Linked DNA regions of Gossypium hirsutum: region 1 is linked to region 2. The links are chromatin contacts, called in public Hi-C maps. All regions are on one chromosome and are shown on one strand. The core of a region is the stretch at or near the end of the contact, and the rest is flanking DNA. Distances in the headings are between cores, read along the strand shown.

What was found. A called contact is a pair of places that touch in the nucleus more often than the background predicts.
Region 1: a Hi-C map of leaf shows a contact between it and region 2, with 3 times the contacts expected there. The contact joins the promoter of LOC107891984 here to the promoter of LOC107892033 in region 2. A contact is called at or near these places in 2 of 34 Hi-C or Micro-C datasets (both in leaf).

What each region holds. Positions count from the first base shown.
Region 1 is chrD09:25,880,259-25,883,038 of Gossypium_hirsutum_v2.1, forward strand. LOC107891984 (rust resistance kinase Lr10) reads left to right here and starts at 1,468. Exons shown (of 5, transcript XM_016816935.2): 1 at 1,468-1,596; 2 at 1,711-1,995; 3 at 2,098-2,367. The coding sequence starts at 1,569. It overlaps LOC107891983 (PR5-like receptor kinase), which reads right to left and starts at 1,029. Exons shown (of 5, transcript XM_016816931.2): 1 at 353-1,029; 2 at 62-168. The coding sequence starts at 1,029.
Region 2 is chrD09:25,392,837-25,395,771 of Gossypium_hirsutum_v2.1, forward strand. It overlaps LOC107892033, which reads right to left and starts at 1,609. Exons shown (of 11, transcript XM_016816999.2): 1 at 1,218-1,609; 2 at 1,071-1,132; 3 at 454-672; 4 at 13-241. The coding sequence starts at 617.

The DNA of each region.
Region 1 (2,780 bases), core at 218-2,717, 490 kb after region 2:
AAAGCAAGAAATAAGGGAATTCCAACAAACTAAATTAATGGAAGGCTGAAAAGCAGCATACTTGAAGTGTAATAATAAATATAAGTGTCCTGCGATGGAAAGGCGTGGGCAAAAAATATTCGAAAGCTATTGAAGTAATTGTAGAGGATGAACTTCAACCGCCATAATCTACATTTCAAAGACTAATTCAATAAATAAAATGTTCGTTTTTCCATAAAGTAAAAAAGGAAATTTATCATTGTTGAGAAATTCGATTTCTTTAGGAGCAATTATTGAAGTATGGTGGACACTTCAAAGACTCCCCTCAACAACATTGGCAACATAAAATTGATTGATTGTTGTGAAGTGTTACATTTTGGCAAGTGTGATGTTGTTGCTGGAACGGGGCGTGTATGCGCATGCCCATGGCACGTCATAACCCATGAGAAGCTCCCGGTGAATATCGAAAATAGATAGACGACGCAGAGCGCTGATGTTAGAAGACTGCAACCGAACGGGTCTCGGCACCTGGATTTCCACGGTGCAAGACTCATCAAAACCAGTGGCGTTCAGCGAGTCGGCGCTAAATAAAGCATAAAAGTAAGGGTAGGGAGAGGAGGCGTTCGCGCAAGGAGCGGCGTCGACGTAGAGAGAAGAGGCCATGGGTGCTCGGCAACTCACAAAATAGATAAAATCAGTAACTTCTCGGCATACAGGGGATTTAGGAAGAATGGAGCATTGTTTAGCGTCCAGACTCTGATCCACCAATCGAATTGTTCCAGAGCCATCATAAAAGATGCCTGCAACGTAGAAACCCAAATTGTTGCTCAAAAAGGTGCGGTTATTTTGGCAAATCAGTTCATAGGAAGGATGGCCACACTGGGGAGGGTCGGCTTTTAATCTGAAAGGGAACCTGATGTTGGTTAAATTTCCGCAGGAAGAGGGGTTACAGCCTACACTTGTGAGTCGTCTTGCACCATTAACAGCTTCAAAAAATGAGAAAGCAGCAAGGGAAAGCAAGCCTAATGTTGCTGCAACTTTTGTTAACATGTTAGAATTTAATAAGCCAAAAGAAGAAGAAGAATGACGAGAAGATGATAAACGTAAATCCTCCCAATCACTTGCCCAAAAGAAGTTTACAGTTTAGTGAAGATGTTGGTCGCTTTGTTTGATTGCAATGGGAGCGTATAGCTGTACGTGTACGCGTTTGCAGTTCATATAAGTCAATATATCAGGCCAAGAGAGCTTGGAATTTTCCAAGCACTAGGACTACAAAAGCCCAGTCATGCCAACCGCATCAAGTCTTTGGTTTAATTTCTTTCCTTCAATTAATACCTGAAATTAAATTGGTTGACTCTGACTTCCACATTCCTCATTTTGCTTTTTGCTTTTTTGGATATCTACTAATTTCACCTGTCTTATACCCTTTCCATTTCAGAGTTGATCAGCTGAGTGAATTTTATCCATTCTTTTTGGCTTTGTAGGTTTTTCATCTATAGTGCTTTGTAGTTTGATTAATTGAACTGAACTGGATCTGAGGCATATATTATTTTTTACTGGATCTGAGGCATATATTACTTTTTACGCGTATGCAGTTTGAAACAGTCCAATCCAAAGGTAGGCAAGCAGGCAGCTTGGAATTTTCTTAGATATCTGCATGCAATAATAAATGCTAAAACCACAAACCACATCTCTTTGCTTTTCTAAGCTTATCCTACCCCAAGTTAACAGGGATGATGTTCCTTCTCCTTGTTGCCTTCATGTTGATGGTGGATGAAGGTGGTGTAGCAGCACTAGATTCTGAAAAATGCAAGGTCACAAACTGCAAACGCTACGGCCCACCTGTCCGATTTCCCTTCTGGTTAAAAGACCAGCGCTGTGGCTACCCTGATCCTGGCTTCCAACTCTCCTGCTCCCAAAATAAACAGACCATGCTCCACCTGCCACGGTCAGTGAAGATGGCGGTCCAGTATATAGATTACGAAAAACAGACAATTGACGTATCTGGTCCGGATGGTGAGACTTGCCTCTATCAGCAGCTTCCTTCTCTCAATTTATCAGCATCCCCGTTCATATTCTTCGAACAACTACAAAACATTACCTTGTTCAATTGTTCAGAAAAGTCAGACAAAGATAGCTATGGAGTCGATGCCTGTCCAATTATAGCTTTACCTTCCGATACTCGCAACAACTTTAACCTCGTCAATTGCACCAAATTTGTTGACATCTCAGCAGTTCCTCGATATTTTGAATTTGGTATTCGCTTACAATGGTCCAAACCCTTGTGCCTTGAATGTGAAGCACAAGGAAGAAGTTGTAGACTGAAGAATGTTAGTACACCACCTCAAACAGAGTGTTATGACACCCCCAAACCCAGCACCCAAACAGGTACATGCCCTTCTACTTCAACTGTCTTGTTTGTTTCTTGGCTGCTTTACACTTACGCATGTTATAATTAGTTTACCAACTTACTTATGTTTTCAATTATTTACTTTTACAAGTTTAAAAACTAAAACCAGTAGTGAATGAAAAGCTACAAATTTGTAAACCAACTAGTTACTCCTTCAATGAGAATAATTTGCGAGTACAATTACATTTTATTCTGAACAATAAGTTACATTTGGTTTTTGGTTTATTTGCAACCTACTATACGTATAATTACATATTTAGTGATAGTTAACCTTATACTATATACTAGTTTATGAACTTAAACCAATAATTTGACACGTTTAAGAGTCCAGGCTGGGTGAGTTAAAAGTGGAGTTCATTGTTTACTGAAGAAACCTTAATTGATTTTACAA
Region 2 (2,935 bases), core at 359-2,858:
TATGAAGCTTACATTAACTAGACATTCACTGGCAGATGCTGGGGCTTCCCAGGCCACCATCATGTCAAATGTAAGGCGTCGAAACTTTTTATCAGCCAGATGACCCATTACTCGAGTAGAAAGAGCAAGAGCCTTGAAACAACAGTATTCCAAAAAATTCCTTGCATGCTGTGACTTCACAGAATCTGATGCCTCGGCATTAAAGCTTTCTAGAAGCTCATTTGAAGAAGTTTCCAGCATTCTGCATCATTTTGTTTTTGTTATCCACAAGGAGACAATGTATTTCAGTCAAACAGAAATGCACATTGTTCCTATTTGTATCTAGGCTGAATTAGAAGCATATGGACATAATTTAACAAAACAACATTCAATTTAAGGTGCAACTTGCAAAATGATTTTTCGTGGTTATAACAGGCATGCAGCAATAGCAAAGTAGCAGCAAAAGAAACCTACTTTGAGCAGCGGCGCACAACGATATTAGCAACCGGAGAGAGCTCAGGAATCCAATTCCTTCCAGCAGATGGAGACCTCTGCAGCTCCTCAACTTCCTCTGCAAAGGAGCTTCGCTTGCTAAGTAACCATTTGAATGATCCTTCTCTTATCAAAGCCTCAAGCATATTTCTAGTTTTGCTTGTCACCGCAATTTCTACCGTTCCCCTCAATGCATACCCACTGAAAATAAATTCCACAATGAGATTCCTAAAACGCGGAAGCAAGTTCAGATGTCAAGATTTCATAAATAAAACTTTTTAAGTTTAGCAATCTTTCAATGCATCAAACTAGCATTAGCAAATCCTAAGTGGTAAACAATCAGTAGCAATTTTAAATGGAAACCAAAATCTTAAAAGAATCAGAAAGAAAGCTCCCCAAGTTATAAATATTAGCTAAGAACTCCAAATCTTCTTTAGAAATCCAACTAGGGATAAGTTAATAAAACTCTCAATCTCCATATCTTTATCTAAGCCCTATACAAAAAATATATAAATTTTTGGATTTTATTTCCCCAAAACCAACGTGCTGAATTCCATTGACTTACTTAAAGAAGGGAAAAAGAAAGAGAAAGCATTTACCTAAAGAAAAATCGAACTGTCAAACCCTTGTACAACCCCAAACATGTGCACTCTGCTGATTCCTGCATTCAAGAACCCTCATCTTAGATTACCTAGTTTGATTAGCCTTCAACCCATTTCTACAAATAGCAAGATTCACAACATTACCTTAAAAACAAGAGTCCTAAAAGAAGTTGGTTATGAAGAAAAATCATAATTGGTTGATGGGTCTCAAAAGAAAAGAGGGAGAGTGAAATACAGGGGGTTGAGGAAGTAGTGTAAAGGAAGTTTAAAGATCTTCAAACGGTGGTTTTGTTGTATTGTGCGGTGATCTGAAGAGATGAAATTGAGCTAGTGGGACAACGTGGCAGGGTATATGATTGGCAGGAGGATATGGTGAAGTCAGAGGAGAGGAAAGGATATGGTGAAGTCAGAGGAGAGGAAAGGATCAGAGATGTGGAAGTTTGGAGCAAGGATCACAATCCTGGTGATGCGGACATGTTCCAGTCGATCCCTACTCTGTTCCTGTCCGGATATTCATTCATCCAACTTCCAATTCCAGTCCATTAAGTTAAAATCAATGAGACCTTTTAAAACATGAGTCCAACTTTATTTCAAACATTCAAAGCCCAAAAACAGCTTATTAATCATTTTCTTTTCTTTGGTACACCATTTCTGAAAATTTAGTAAATTAGTCCTTTTCAAAAAAATTTTAAATAATTTAATTTCTATTAATTTTAAAAATCAGCAACGATTGGCAATTAATTATGAGATTAATATTTTATATCAGTTGTACATAATTTTGATTGGTGTAATAACAAGTTTAGCACTTAAAATTTAGGCATTCGGTTAATTTGGTCATGATTTAAAAATTTAGGTTGATATTTTTAGAATTAAGATAAATTTAACAGAATATATAGACATCAAGTGCTAAATGTATTTATATATCAATCAATATTATGTATAATTTTAAAAAAATATGCTTAGAAAATATTATTAAGAAAACCATCTGAAGTATTAGATGAATTGATACATTAAACATAGGAAAAATAATTACATAAAAAAGTAAAATGAATAAAATACGAATAAATTACTTCTAAAAAATAAAATATTTATATGTCAAAATATACACAATAAAATATAAATTTACAATAATGCTTTAAACATATAAAAAAAGGCTAATATACTAAAAAAGCCCTTAAACTATTAATCTTGTTTAAATAGGCCTTATGCTATTTTTGTAGTTAAATAAGCCTCAAATCTATAATCTTTACTCATGAAAGCTCTTGATTTTAATATTAAAGTAAAAAAATTGAATTTTTATACTGTAACACCCCCTAACCCCAAACCATCGTCGAAACAGGGTTATGAGGCATTACCGGACCTATAGACAACTTACGAATAATTCATAATTAAAAGAACATTCATAGTATAATTTAATAATTAAATCCCTATAATGGACTCTCGAAGCCCATAACATGTATTAAAAGTAGAACGAAACTTGTTCAAGTATTCCGAAAAAAATTTCGTAATTTTTTTTAAAAATTTCGACAGTATTTCTACTTATTTTTACATAAAACTCCCTGCAATTAAAACCGTATCCATTTCCAAACATAACCAATTCAACCAATTCAATATAATATCAATTTACATTTATCAATGTACTAATTAAATTGAAACGGATAAACTTCTTTCATTATAATTCTTAGACTTGTACTACTAACATTTTTAACCATTTATATTCAAAACATAATAACTTTTATATACATCCTATGTACATGCCACATTACCAAAAGAAAATATACATCACCAAAAGTTTGCTGAAGTCGGGTTTAGCTTTGGATGCTGGTTTAGTACTTGACTTCTACAACCTACGCACGGAAACA